2 separate regions of the Sus scrofa genome follow, and region 1 is linked to region 2. A link is a contact called in public Hi-C data. All regions are on one chromosome and are shown on one strand. Each heading gives the region's core, a stretch centred on a gene start, on an enhancer-like site or on the middle of the called end of the contact. The rest is flanking DNA. Distances are from core to core; before and after follow the strand shown. Region 1 has its middle 29 kb from the start of EMID1. Region 2 holds the start of KREMEN1 (kremen protein 1).

Region 1 (7,143 bases), core at 2,709-5,208, 74 kb before region 2:
TGTGGCTGGACTGATGTCAGGGACTTGAGCCACATGGGGCTTGGTTGCAAATCAGAACACTCCCTTCTACTTTTTCGCTAGTGTTTCTCATGGTGGGCCAGCCTGCTTCTCCAGCCTCACTCTCTGTTGCTCCCCCTATATGCTGAGCAAAACCCACACTGGACCTCACTCAGATCCTGAGGCATTTCAGGCCCTGACATGCCTATGAGATTCTGAATCATTGTGGCAGAGACAATGCTGTGGATTCACCAATTTCATTTTTCACACCTCTTTGCCTATGGGAGGACTACATTTCCCAGAAGCCCTTGTATCCAGCTGTGCCCATGTGACTGGTGATGGCCAATGGGATGTGGGAAGTAGTGAAGTACAGGGAAGGAGTACACTCCTAGGTCTCACTCCTAAAATCTCCTGGAGACCCTCTGCCCACACTTGCTCCCTGCCTGTTTGTGACACTAAGAGTGCCTTGAATCCATAAGATGCTGGAACTAAAGCTGACACTAAAGTCCACAATCAATTTTGCATGAAGAAACACCCTTAGAAACTGGGAGAGGCCTTCTGCCCAGATAGAGGGCCCAGGAAGCATGCCAGAAGATCAGCCTTTGATTCACCATTTTCCCAGTCCAGGGCTTGCCACCAGCTTCAGTTGTTTTTGTTTTTGTGTGTGTGTGTTTTTTTTTTTCAGGAAGCTTCATGTGGCGTTGGAAAGGACACTGACTGTGGAGGCAAAGTCATGGTGGCAACATGGGCATGAAGTCTGCCCCTGGGCCTCAGTTCCCCATTGAGAAGGTGGAGGAGGCTGATCTTTGGAGATTCCCCCAGCCTCTCATGATGTGCTTCTGGGACCAGGGGCTGAGAGTTGCCCCTCTCACTCCCTCCAGGTACCCCCAGGGGGTGAGCTGATCTGTGCATTCAGCTCCTACAGGGAGCTCCTTTGAGTCTGGCATTGCTTCTGGAACCCTGAAAGGTGATAACTGTCCTTTGTGTTAGTGAATACAAATGGACAGGGATGGCCAATATGACTATGAAGCTGCAAACCCCTCAGTTTCACCTCACTCTGCCACCACTCTCTAGCTCAGTGACCTTGGGCAAAGGATGCCATCTGTCTGAAGAAGAACCTACCTAGTCGTGATTAAATAAGACTGAAAAACAAATAAATACAGACCATTTCTCTGCAACTCAGTTTCCTCCCCTGTGACACATGAATGGAACTATACCCACCCTACAGGGTGGCTGGATCAAATGAAATAATACACAGTGTGTCAACTTCAGCAGGATGCCTGGTCCTCCAGCATTTAATTGATGTCCGCCATTTATAACACTAAGTCCCTGCTCTTCAGTATGTTAACCCTATGGCGGAGGGGCCTTGTTCCTCCTGGCTCTGTGCACACACCCATCAGCAGGGGTCTCACCCCCAGCAGTCTGAATGCTGTAGCTGCTCACGACCCTTCACTTAGAGCAGGTGCTGTGGTGTTGGGGGCTTTCTCAGGGTGAGTGCCTAGTGCCTAATTCAGAGTTTTAAAGATGTAGCCAGCATCCTTTCCAGAGAGCATTCTGAGGCCTCAAAAGCAAAGTTATAGCAGAAGCCCACAACAGCTGCCCCCCTCAACCTGCTGCAGACTTGTTGGCGGAGGATCAGACACCCCAGTTACTGAGGGTTAATTACAAACTTGGCGCCCATCTGCTCCGGAGAACTTGCAAAAGTCTCTTTTTTCTCTTTCCAAAGGCATAAACATTTGTACTGCAAGTAGCCCAGGGGGCCTGGAGATGTTTATTTTGTAGTTAACAAAGAGAGGGGTCTTTTGACTTGTGGATCAGGGGTTCTACTAGCCCCAAGCAGAAGCCTCTGGGGGGGGCCCTGCACCAGCAGGTGCCTCTGGGAATGGCTCAGTGTGGGGTGGAGCAGGCCAGGGGATTTGACCAGGACTTAGGACCCCAGGCGACTTCCCCTGGCAGGGGAAATGCTGCCCTCAGTGCTTAGTCTGTCCTGGAAACACACACTCCAGCATTTTGACTCTTTGACAGAAAAAGAAGTGCCAGTGAGACAAGGGTTTTTACACTTTCCAATTGTTAAAATAATTAATGTGCTTCCCCCCCCATTGCACGTGTAATTCAAGGATATAAAAGATTCAAGCTACATGTAGATATATCAAATAAAATGTGTTGAATGGTGACGTAGAATTTCATAGTATGCAAATAGAATAATTTATATGCTCACATCCCTGCTGAGGGAACTTTATTTTTTTTTGTCTTTTGTCTTTTTAGGGCTTCACCCATGGTATATGGAGATTCCCAGGCTAGGGGTTGAATCAGAGCTATAGCTGCTGGCCTATGCTACAGCCACAGCAACGCGGGATCTGAGCCATGTCTGTGACCTACACCACAGCCCACGGCAGCCGGATCCTTAACCCACTGAGTGAGGCCAGGGATTGAACCCGTGCCCCCATGGATACTAGTCAGGTGCATTAATCACTGAGCCATGAAGGGAACTCCTGATGGAACTTTATACACAGAAAAAAAGGATGCTCTTAAATAAAGACCTGCCTGTTGTTGGGTCCCTGCCTGTGGTTGGGATCAGGCAAAGAGGACTCGCCTTTTACACAGAAAATCTGAGAATACGAGGGCTTCTAGGTGGTGACGGAGACTGTCCTGGGTTAGTGACCAGGTTTAGGGCCTTGAGCGTTGCAAGGTGGGGGTGGCTGTTCCAAGGCTGACGTTCAGCCACAGCTCTCCGATCTTACCACTAGGCGGCGCTGGTGAGGAAGGCTGAACAGGGGCGGCTCCTGCCAGGAAAGCAAGGGTGCCGGAGGCAGGGTTGGGGCTATAGCCCAGGCAGTGGAGCTGGGCTTGGGGCTTAACTTGCTTGTTTGCCCACGTGGGGCCAGGAGGGAAATAAAACGACATCCAAATTCTGGATTTGTTCCTGAACTGAAGCAAGGATATCAGCAGAGAAGGATATTTTCACCCAATAGATAATGTTGCTGAGATGATGGTCAGCAGACTTTTTTATAAAATAGGGACATATATGGAACAGATTAGGGTAAACTAGCTACTTAAAGGAACCAAGTTAGAAATTATTTTCTGAGGAGAGAACTTATTTTGTGCACTGAGTGCTTGGCGTTAGATAAACAGTGTTTCAATCCCAAAGGCAGGGTGCAAAACCATTTGATTTGGCTCCCATTTGCAGAGTTGAAAGTATGGGCCAGGCCCTTGACACGCTGACCCCTCTCCAGACCTTTGTGGTTGGAGTGTTACCCCCCTTAATTTACTGATGAAAATCATTAAAATGCTGGTGACAGAGCTAAACATTTTGCCTTTATTATGTTATTTAATCTTCACAACAATTCTATGAGAAACTACTGTTATACCTATTTGATAGATGAAGAAACTGAGGTTAAAAAGGTAAAGTAACTTGCCTGAGGTCTGGGAGCTGGTCATGGTAGAGCCCACATTGAAGCTGGTCCCTACAAGTCAGAGTCCACGGTCTTAATTCTCCTCTTATGAGCAATCAAGCCTTCCTCAGTGAAGCCAGGTGGCTTGGCTAAGGTTACCTGCACAGGTGTGATGGCAAGTCCACACCCTCCCCCACCCCTTGTGCAGAGAAGCAAGGAGGCAGCGAAAGTGAAGCAGATCCTTTGCTAAGACTCTTTGCTTAGAGATTTAATGGCAAATCTCAGCTGAGGAAGGCCGTGTGCAAAAGGGCTGCCCTGCCCGCCTCACGGGACTGAGAAGGCCAGTTTCTAAGAGACTGGGGCTCCCTAACACGGGAAGGGGAAGTGGTTTTAGCCAAATATTTGGCTGGGAATCAGGCCCCTGGTTCCAACTCCTGGGTATTAGCAAAGGAGAACAAGGCATTGCTAAGGGTGGCAAATTGGTTATAACTAAGAGAACCTGGGAGATGCAAAACAACGTGAGGGCCACCAGCTGTCCTGGATCTGGGGCCTCTGTCGCTGGAGGAACAACGGCTCAGGAAACCAGCCGCCCTCCCCCGCAGTGCAGCCCTTTCAAGCCAAGAGCCTCTCCCCCTCCCTCCCTCCCTCCCTTCCTCCCTTGTGCTCCCAGGGCTGAAGAGCTGCCATGCATTAGGGTCCCCCTTTCTGCACCCCTCCCCCTGCCCCACACCTTGTCCTTCCCTTTTCCCCCAGTTTAAACTCACCCAGCTTGTTGCTCACGAAAGCGAACAGGCTTGGGGGTGGGTTCAGGTCCCAACTCTTGTGCTTGTTGAATGAATTATTTAACCTCACCGAGCCTCAATAGCTTCATCTGACAGATGAGGATAATCACAAGGCCTAATCCATCCAGCTGTTGCGAGATTCAATCTGATGTATGAAAAGTATGAAAAGTGGTTGGCATGGTGCAGGGGCTGGCCTGTGGCCTTGCTGCCTGTTTCAGGATGGCCCACGAGCTAAGAATGGTTTTTACTTGTTTTAATTGTTGGGGAGAATCAAAAGAGGAAGAATATTCGGTGACATGCGAAGGTTATAGAAAATCCAGGTTTCAATGTCTGTTAAAAATTTTTTTTTAACACAAACTGCCATTTGTTATTGTTGTTTGCTTTTTAGGGCCACCCCTGAGGCATATGGAGGGTCCCAGGCTAGGAACTGAATCGGCGCTCTAGCTGCCGGCTTACACCACAGCTCAGGGTAACGCCAGATCCTTAACCCACTGAGTGAGGCCAGGGATCGAACCTGTGTCCTCATGGATGCTAGTCAGATTCATTAACCACTGAGCTACAACGGGGACTCCAACCTGCCATTTGTTTATATGTTGTCTGTGGCTGTTGAGGGGTGGTCCTCGGTGCCTTCTTCCAACTGCCAATCCCCGTCTCCTCACAGAGTCACCCAGTGGCTTTAGGACTTGCAGTAGTGGGGTCCATGGAAGTTTCAGGCTGCTGTTCCCAACCAGTGCAGGCATAGCTGAGAGGTTGTGACAGTCTGACCAACAAGAGCTAAAATAGTTCCTGTTTAGCCCTTTGCAGAAAAAGTTTGTTAATTCCTGGCCTGAGCACCTGACTCTGGGTAAGTGATCAGGTAGATGTATCCATGGTTACTACTGCGATTATTATTCTTTTGGTCTAATTTTAACTTCCAGGTACTGTTATTTATGGTTTAATGGAGAGATTTTGAAACTGAAATCATTGGAAGGGTTTTTTTTTTTTTTTTCAATTGGTAGGTGGTGGTTGGGGGGGTGTCTCTGAATCTCCAGAATTTCTATGTAGTTTTTTGTGGGTGAGGCCTTTTGGGGAGGGGCTTGATGACATTCATCTGATCCTCAAGTAGGTAACAGTGAGGGTTTGATGCTTTCCTCGCCCCAGGCAAATTGATCTGTACTTTCCCTGCGCTGACTGGAGGCAACATCAATGACATTTGGGGGGAGACCTTGGGGGTCTTTGGGGCCTGCCCTGGTGGGAGGTGCTTGCAGTGCAGCAGAAACCAGGAGCCCTGGCTTTGGAGCTAGCAGGTGAGCTGAATCCTGACCTTGCCCTCCACTGGCCAGGCTGCTTCTGGGAGCCTCAGTTTCCAAGCGGGGTTAGCCCAAGGATGACAGGAGGATTGTGCAGGGCCTGGCACACACAGGTGCTGCAGAAGTTAGCTGCTGCTATTATCATCATCATCACTGTGGCACATTCAGCTCTTTCCTCAGTTCACCAGGGGCCATAAAAAGCTGTCCCATACTTGGCTAAATATGAAGTTTGAATTCCCCCTGGGTTTTCTTGATCCTATTTTATCAATGGAATCAGCAACTAAAGCGAGTTCATTAGACATATTCACACAATCGGTGTGCAAAATAGCAGGCCCCCAATTAAGTTTTTAGAAGTTCAGGGAGTTCCTGTTGTGGCGCAGCCAAAACGAATCCAACTAGTATCCATGAGGATGCAGGTTCGATCCCTGGCCTCGCTCAGTGGGTTGGGGATCCGGTGTTGCCGTGGCATAGGATGGCAGCTGTAGCTCAGATCCAACCCTGAGCCTGGGAACTTCCATATGCTGTGCGTGAGGCCCTAAAAAAGAAAAAAAAATTTCAGTGGTTTCATTTGAACTGGGACCATGGTAAATGTTCCTAAAAGCGAAATGAGTGAGATTTGAAGATTCTGATTCAAGAGCCTTGGCTGTTTCAGATGTTCTCATTTATCCCCCGAGGAGATAGTCTGAACCTCAAGCTTGGATCTCCTTTCCCCCTAAAATGTTTCTCCCGTGGATCCTGGTTCCCCAGCCCACTCATCCACAGCTGGCATGTTCATTCCAGAGCCCAGGATCCATCACCAAGAGAGCCGAGGGCAAACCTGCCACTCGGCTGTCCTGGAGCTGGGCCTCGAGAACACAGTCTGGTCCATGGCCAGCCCAGCCCAGTGCTGCCTGTCCCCAGTTGCTGGGCGTAGTCCCATTCAGCAGGGGCCTGGTGGCTCCAGACAACAGCCGGAGACCAGAAAGGAAGACTTCTAGCTACAAGCAAATGTTGCTGCTTCTTGAGGTTGAAATATTCTATCCTGAAAGCATCCCTTTCAGCCAAGCAAAAACAATCCCCCATGGGGACCCGACCTCGCCACAGAGGAACAAAAGCTTCCTAGTTCTCTGAGCCCCAGAGACGGCCTGCAGTTTCAGTCGCACGCAGCCCAGTGGGGGAGGGATGATCACATGACCTCTAAGCTTGGAGACAAGATCATCCTTGTCCAGCCTGTCTTGTCTCTGCAGGAAGAAAAGCCTTGAGTGCCTGACAGAGGATGAGACTGGTGGCTGCCCTGGCCCTGGCTCCCTGGTGGGTGTGGTTTACAGCATCCCCATCTCTCAGGTTCGGAGCCAGGAGATGGGATCAAGGTCAGCGGTTCCCAACGTCCACTAAGGAGGATTCAGGGGGCTCCTCCTGGCCCTGCTTTAGGCAAGACAGGGGCACATTCTGGCTGCAGATATTTATTTTTCTGTTGCAGGCGGCTCTGTCTCTAAGAAGTTCAACCAATGAGGCCACCCCATTTGTTTTCCACCAGCCACTAAAAATATTTTCCTTCAGGGAAGGAAAGCACTTCTGGGAGAGAGAGAATGAAAGCTCAGAGAAGATAAACACTCAAGTGAAGCTGGCCTTTGAGGCACCCTTGTGGAGCAAGCGCCACAGCAGGTTAGGGCTGTCTGCTGGCCGCAGGCGAGGTCGGGAAGG
Region 2 (7,661 bases), core at 3,187-5,686:
GAGCCATACAAAAGAAGAATATTTTGTGAAATATAAAAATTACAGGAAATTCAAACATCGGTGTCCATGTAAGTTTTATTGGAACACAGCCATACCTGTATTCATTTACATTTTCTCTATGGCCACTTTTGCCCTACAAAGCCAGAGTTGAATAATTGCAACTGACAGTACATGGCCCACAAAGCCCAAATTATTTACTGTCTAGCCCTTTACAAAAAACATTTGCTGACCTCCGACCTAGAGCCTCAGATGATATTACAGGCTCAAAAAATCTAAATATGGTCAATTGCCCATCACCAAAAATCCCTATTGTTAAAAAAAAAATCCCTAATATATTGTAAAACTATAAGTCAACATATTTATCTCCATCATCTACTGCTGTTGATCCAAATATGCCAAATCATGAGTATATCAATATCTATATTAAGTGTATCAACCTGCTGTTTATTCGAAGTGAACCTAAATGGAACTTCTTTTTGCTTTAAGATTTATAAAAGCGGGAGTTCCCGTCGTTGCACAGTGGTTAACGATCCGACTAGGAACCATGAGGTTGCGGGTTCGGTCCCTGCCCTGCTCAGTGGGTTAAGGATCCAGCGTTGCCGTGAGCTGTGGTGTAGGTCGTAGACGTGGCTCGGATCCCGTGTTGCTGTGGCTCTGATGTAGGCCAGCGGCTACAGCTCCAATTCGACCCCTAGCCTGGGAACCTCCATATGCCATGGGAGTGGTCCAAAAAATGGCAAAAAGACAAAAAAAAAAAAAATTTATAAAAGCCTACCTCGAACATTAATTAGATTTGTCTAGGGTCCAAAACAAGTTTTCACAAAAAATATCAGAGTTCTTTGATACCAGGTTAGTTTTGACAGTTCTGTGTTTCCTAAAATACTCAAAACATCAAAGTAATGCACACTGGTCCTTTTCATGCTTCTCAGCCCCTGTGCTGTATACAGCAGGTAATTCTAGGGTTTTTTTGGCCATACCCAGAGCCAAGGATTAAACCCGCACCACAGCAGTGACCTGAGTTACTGCAGTGACAACACTGGATCCTTAACCCACCGAGCCACAAGGGAACGCCACCTTACACAAGTAATTCTGTTAACATTAATTAAATCCCCAAGAGGGACATGGCTCTGTGCAATGGAAGCTCTCCTGTTAACTCATAGGTTTTATGGCAACACACACGATTGTCTAATGGGTCAAATTCTAGATGAGGAGCTGGAGGAGGATGAGCATAAAAGACTGTTAACAGCAAACAGTGACCTGAGCTGAGACATTCTGTTGATGCATATTCGATAGCTGCTAAACATAGTCAAACACCAAAGCAGGTATTTGCCTTAGGCAGAAAACTCATAGCTGAAGTCCACCCAGCCTTCTCTGCTCTTCCTACCTCTCAGCTGTCCCCTGCAGGTCAGTAAATTCCAGACGGGAATCCGCCTCAGAGAGCCAAATCGGTCCATGGCCCTGCCGCCTTCCTCCTTGCAAAGGGAGTCTAGATTCCCACTAACCCCTACCATCCTCCTTATCAGTTATGAAGGAAGGGAAAGAATCTCAAAGAATGAAGAGAAGGGAGATCATCTGGGGTTGGCTACACACTGTAATTAGAAGTAGCACTGATGGGGAATGAGCTAACTGTTTTTTATAAAGTCAGCATTCAAAAATGCAAACCACCAGTAATTTAAATATTACAAAATTGTGCAGAATATAAGCACTGAAATATTTTTTTCCATCCACAAAATTTTAGAGAAAATTACAGTATCAAAAAATATGGAATGGCAAGTTTGGCATATCCTCAGAGTAAAACATGTTTTTTATTGGAAAGGATTTTTAAAAACTAGTGGGTAGGCTCTAGACAGGATGTGATGCTGAAGACCATGTGTTATATACACTTAAAGCTGCTTCTGGAACTAAAGAGGAAAAGTCATAAAGGCACTGATGATGTATCAGAATGGTAGGAAAAAAGTTGGTGAGGCTTACTGAATTGGGAACTTGGGTCACTAACTGCATAATGGTTATTTATTTGTCCCTACCCTAGACTCCCAAATAAAAGCACACCAAGGTTTGAGGTTCCAACTACATAGGAGCTGCTGCTTTTTTTTTTTTTTTTTTTTTTGTCTTTTTGCCATTTCTTGGGCCTCTCCCGCGGCATGTGGAGGTTCCCAGGCTAGGGGTCAAATCCGAGCTGTAGCCACCAGCCTACGCCAGAGCCACAGCAACTCCGGATCTGAGCTGCATCTGCGACCTACACCACAGCTCACAGCAACGCCGGATCCTTAATCCACTGAGCAAGGCCAGGGATAGAACCCGCAACCTCAATTGTTCCTAGTCGGATTCATTAATCACTGTGCCACGACGGGAACTCCAGAGATGCTGCTTTTGACCCTTAGCAAAGCAAGGGTGCCTGAGGAGAGAATGTCACCTTCTAACAAGCCTAAGTACAGAGCTGGTTCACTTAACAATTTTCAGAGCTATTACTCTGCCCTTTCCAAGAGAGGAACCAGTTTATTTCCACCCATACCTCTCTCTCCGTAGAGGACATTAAATCCTGACCACACAGATGGCAAAGTGGAGCTAAGGGGTTACTAGGTTACAGTTATGTTGACATATCCTGGCTCTCAGAAAGTCCCTCCTTCATTCCTCACGTAGGGCAAACAGTAGAAGTGATCAAACTTCTGCAGAAATTTTTGTAGAAGTCCCCTACAAGGCCACTGATCACTCAGAAACTACTTTCTGAGCCTAAGGTTTACAGCACTTGGAGATACCCCCCCCCCCCCCCCCCCCCCCCCCACTATCTAAAGCCAAGCTTTGACTTTTTCAGGGGTTAATCAGACTGGAAGCTCAAAGTGTTCCCGGGCAAATGAGGTGCCCAGCACTTGGTGAACTGTGAAGCTCTATAAAATGTATTATTAAAATATGTTAAGTGACTGCCTATTACATGTGGGTATTTTACTTGCAGTATATCTTTTAATCTTCACAACAACCTGTCAGGAAGTTGTCATCCCTCCTTTACAGATGAGAAGACTGAGGCTCAGAGAGCTGAAGGCACAACCCAAAGTCACACAGTTTAAGTGACAACACCAAATCCTATCTTTATCACTAATCCAAGCTGTTAAGTAAACAAAGCAACTCTAAATTTTCTTTCAGCAAAATCCTGTCTTTCCAACATCACAATCTGTGACTCTGGGTGAGGACCCAGGGGCTGGTTTTCTTACCCTTCCCTCCCTTCCACTAATGCCCAATTCTCAACACCTGAACAACCTGGAGAGAAATGTAACCGGGCCAGACAACGCCCTCTTGCCTGCTCTTAAACTTGAAGAGTTTGCTGCAAGGAAGGGTATGTGGGAAAGCTAAGCAAAGTCTCAGCTTCCATCCTGGTCTAGGGACTTGGGAAGACCTGGCTTTGGCCTTGGACTGGGGAGCAGGTGACCCTGTTTAAAGTGTGAGGCTCCCGGGGAAGTGCGGCTCTGCGTTGCACTCTCAGGATAAGCCCCCTAAGCTCTGTTGGGGAGAAGTTTCCCGTCACCCCTTCCTTTCTTTCTCTTTTCTCGCTGTACCTGCACCTGAGTCATAAAGGGAAGTTCAAAGTCACCGCGCGGGGGAGGGAGGGACGTTCCGGCCGGGTAGAGAGGGTGATCTCAGGACCCCGATCTGCCTCCTGCAGGGAGGGCAGGTCAACTTGACTGCTCACAAGGCAGAAATTACAGCGCTGGGCAAGTGGGCTCAGCCGGGACCCCGGCAGAGGGGCCGGGGGCCGGGCGCCGGCACTCGTCGCCTCTGCACCGGCTTCTGAAAGGGGTGGCGCGGGGTCCGCGGACATAGGTGGGAGGGGGGCCTGGGGCCGTCGTTGTGGGGGTTGCGGAGGGGAGCCCGGCGCGAGGGTGTCGTTGAGAGGCTTAGGGTGGGGGTGCAGCGTCTAGAGGCTCGGTGCAGGAGGGCGTCCCGGTCCGGGGGTAGTCGCTGAGGGGCTTGAGCTGGGGTTACGGGGGTCCTGAGACAGAAGAGACGTCCGGTCCCGGGGAGGGTCACTGAGAAGCCTGGCGAAAGGGTCTCGGAGGTACTGAGACAGAGAGGGCGCCGGCCTGGGGGCGTCGCTGAGGGGCCTGGGGGAGTCTCGGGTCCTGAGGTGGGGGCCCTCGCCACCCGAGGGGCGTCGCTGAGGGCTGGAGAAGGAATACCAGAAGGTAGGGGCGACGTTGTTGGGTGCCCCGGGCGGGCTCCGCGCAGGACGGGCGCGGGGGGTCGCTCACTCACCGGGTCCGGGGCCGAGGCCGGGGCTGGGCGCGGGCCGGGCGGCCAGCGTGAGCGCGGCGGCGGAGAGCAGGGCGAGGCGGGCGGCGGGCGGCGCCATGGGCCGTCAGTGCGGGGCCCCGGGGCGCGGCCCGGGGGAGAGGGGGCAGCGCTGGGAGCCGGGGGCGGCCATGGGAGCGGGACGCTGGGCTCGAGCGTGGCTCCGCCCCGGCCGCCCGACCGCCCCGCCCCGGCCCGCCCTCCCCAGCGCCGCCACGCCCCGGCCGCCCGGGGCCCGCCCGGCTCCGCGGTGAGGCCCGAGGGGCGGAGCCGATGCGCACGCCCGTCCTGTCTCGCCCGCGCCTGCCACTCATACACCAGTCTCCGCCCACACTCTTCACCTGGGCCCGCCCACCCTTGGAGCAATTTCTTGGTAGGTTTCAGGGGCCGGACTAGCAGGTAGGGGGCGGGGCCTGGGGCACCGCCCTCAAGACCCCAGGCGGAGGTTTGGCCTATCTGGAGCCTGCCGGGTGCCCAGTGACCCCTGCTCCACCCTCACTCGGGTCGTGACCCACACGCGGGCTCAACCGCAGCGGTAATAATCAGAACAGCAGTTTGCAATCCGCTTTTCCCTGCTTGGCTCATCGCAGGGGTTTAAAAAAGGGTGCTCTGGAGTCAGCCTTCGGTTCATATCCCACTTGATCACTTGTAAGATCTTGGGCAGATTTAAAGGAAAAACAGCTCTCTTACTTCAATTTCCTCGTCTGTTAAATGCGGGCGTTGATAGCAATTACTCAAAAATGGTTGTACTAAATGAAATAATGCGTGGAAACTTTTACACACATGCAGTAGGAGCTTAGAACATGTTAAATTCCTTTCACCATCCCAACTGTTGTAGCCACAAAAGAGGCAGCACACTGAGCCTTGGTTCCGAATCCTATCGCACATCTTTGTCAACTGGGGCAACTTTCCAGCTCTTTGTCATCTGCAAAATAAAAATAATAAAAGGCCTTCACAAGATTAGATAAGACAGAAGCAAGTAAAGCGTACGACAATGAAAAAGTCCAGAGGTGGGTGGGGCAATGACGCTTTCTTAGAGTCTTCGATCCCTGGGTTCGGAGCGCTTGGCTCCCTTAAACTCTCGGCGCCCGGCGTGGCTTGCCCTTTGCCTCTCACTCCCCCGCAAGGTCTTCCCAGCCCGCCCTCGGGGTCTGTCGTGGTTCTCTCTCCTCCCCCGCGCTCCCTCAGGCAGAGATTTTCCCCTCAGCTCCCGCCTAAAGCGCCGAGGTGACGCCCCTCGGGGCAGGTCCGGGCGGCGCACCGGGCGCTTTCAAGTCCCCGGTCCCAGACCTGCAAGTGCGGGCCTGCGCCCGGCGCGGCGGCAGGAACCTCTGTCCTCCTGTGCAGACTCGCCGAGCCCTGAACCGGGCCGGGCTGTCCTCATCCCGCGGGTTCCCCGGCCCGCCTTAGGTACACCGGCTCCTGCGCCCCCTAGCCACCCGGGAGCTGGACCCGCCACCTCTCCCCCAAACCCCACCACCACCCCATCCCCCATCCCACCCCACCCAGCTGCTCCCAGAGTTGGGCACCAAAGGCGCCGCTACCTCCCCCGAGGCCTCCCAGCTCCGTCCCTCTCCACCCACACCACCCAGCGCCGCAGCAAGAATAATCATGTTCAGGCATTGTTTTCACTGCCATTCCCAAATTCAAGAATCCTCTGGGCTCCTTTTTGGAGCAGGGGGATGTTGCCCCCCTCCCCCGCCCAGGTCCGCGGGGACACACCCTCCACATCCCACCTGGTGTCTCTCACTCCTGCTTACTATCTCTCTTCTGCACCGTTTGGGGCCCTTCCCCACCTCCAAAATCACCTCCTCCAACAGAACCTAGGAATCCTTCACCTCTTAACTTGCACCCTCCCAGGCAAGAGCCCCTTGAAGGTGAATAAAATGGGTACATGCAGGTAAAACCATTAGCACAAGCACTCAGTAAATGTGATCCTTCCTCCATTTAACAAATATTCAGTGAGGAGCCTGCTGAGAGCACCAACAAGACAAGAACTTACACTGGGAAGAGAGAGGCCGACTAATCATGAGGAAAATAATGTGAATTTCAGAGAACAAAAAGTACTATAAAGACAAAAAATGATATTGACAGAATGAACTGTGAACTTAAAAAAAAATTTTTTTAAATTTTTTGTCTTTTGTCCTTTTAAGGCCTCACCAGCGGCATATGGAGGTTCCCAGGCTAGGGGTCTAATCAGAGCTGTTGCTGCTGGCCTACGCCAGAGCCCCAGCAATGCCAGATCTAAGCCGTGTCTGAACCTACACCACAGCTCATGGCAACGCCGGATCCTTAACCCGCTGTGTGAGGCCAGGAATCAAATCCGCAACTTCATGTTTCCTAGTCAGATTCATCTCTGCTGAGCCAGGACGGGAACTCCTGAACTGTGGACTTTTAAATAGCATGCTAGGGAAAGTTTTTAGCAAATCAGAACACAGCTCTCTACAGTTTATAAGGTCCTTTCACATCTCATCCTAGTTTCAGAGGGGCAGACAGTGGGCTCAAAATCTGGTTTATTTGGCCAAATCTGGGTGCATATGCCTCATGGTAGTAGCTTATTCCACCACGGTAATAGTCTTACTGCCCTGCAGAAAGGGCACCACCTCCTTCCTTTATTCTGTTCTATTGGCCTTGTGTACAGTGGGAAATAAAAAGGTGGGGTCCCTTGTTAAAATTATTAAGAATTTCAAGAATGGGATCCTGCTGTGTAGCACTGAGAACTATGTCTGGTCACTTGTGATGGAACATGATAATGTGAGAAAAAAGAATCTATACAGGTATGTGTAACTGGGTCACCATGCTGTACAGCAGAAAATTGACAGAACACTGTAAATTGGCTTTAATGGAAAATATAAAAATATTATTAAAAAAAAATTTCAAGATGGCAACAACAGAGCATTAGGCCAAGCCTGGGACCCTTCCGAACTCAGGAGCCTGTGTCACTAACCACACATACCCCTGAAATGTTGCACGCCCCTGAAATCAGGTTTGTACAACAGAACTCAGAAATAACGTGCAAGCTCCTGTCCCCACTGGCTGCCATGAGCAACATCCCTCTAGCTGTCCCCAGGCCTCCCTCTTCACTTTCCCAGCATAAAGCCCAGCACAGGTGATGGAAACAGCACCGAGAGGCTAAAAATACAGCTGAGCAGGTCTAGGTCAGGGCACGTAATGGCTCAAGGTCTTTGCTCAGTTATGTGGTCCCTGGCCCTGGCAAGGAACAGCCTGAGATATTCATTTCAATGCTTCACATACCTCAGTCGTTAAACAGCTTTATTTCATGGAAAGAGTGAGGGCATTGACTGGAGCCCCGGGCCTCCAGGAAGATGTTGGTGTCTGTCTGTTTGCCTGCTCTCGCTTGGATTCCTCTCTGAGGGCAG

The links. A called contact is a pair of places that touch in the nucleus more often than the background predicts.
Region 1: a contact with region 2 is called in a Hi-C map of fetal skeletal muscle, with 2.0 times the contacts expected there. The contact joins the enhancer-like site here to the promoter of KREMEN1 in region 2. A contact is called at or near these places in 4 of 47 Hi-C or Micro-C datasets (alveolar macrophages, embryonic fibroblasts, fetal skeletal muscle and 1 more) and 1 of 2 datasets of contacts at active chromatin or transcription factors (skeletal muscle).

Annotation. Positions count from the first base shown.
Region 1 is chr14:46,325,321-46,332,463 of Sscrofa11.1, reverse strand. No RefSeq gene overlaps it. Among named protein-coding and RNA genes, the nearest start is that of EMID1, 29 kb to the left of the region's middle. Within about 2 kb of position 3,958, at least 11 of the 83 cell types and tissues checked have an H3K27ac peak or open chromatin away from gene starts, as enhancers often do. A contact at or near this core is called in fetal skeletal muscle, where this site is marked.
Region 2 is chr14:46,251,023-46,258,683 of Sscrofa11.1, reverse strand. It overlaps KREMEN1 (kremen protein 1), which reads right to left and starts at 4,436. Exons shown (of 9, transcript XM_013990380.2): 1 at 4,246-4,436. The coding sequence starts at 4,342. C14H22orf31 reads left to right here and starts at 4,555. Exons shown (of 5, transcript XM_021073684.1): 1 at 4,555-4,654; 2 at 5,470-5,691; 3 at 5,791-5,900. The coding sequence starts at 4,555.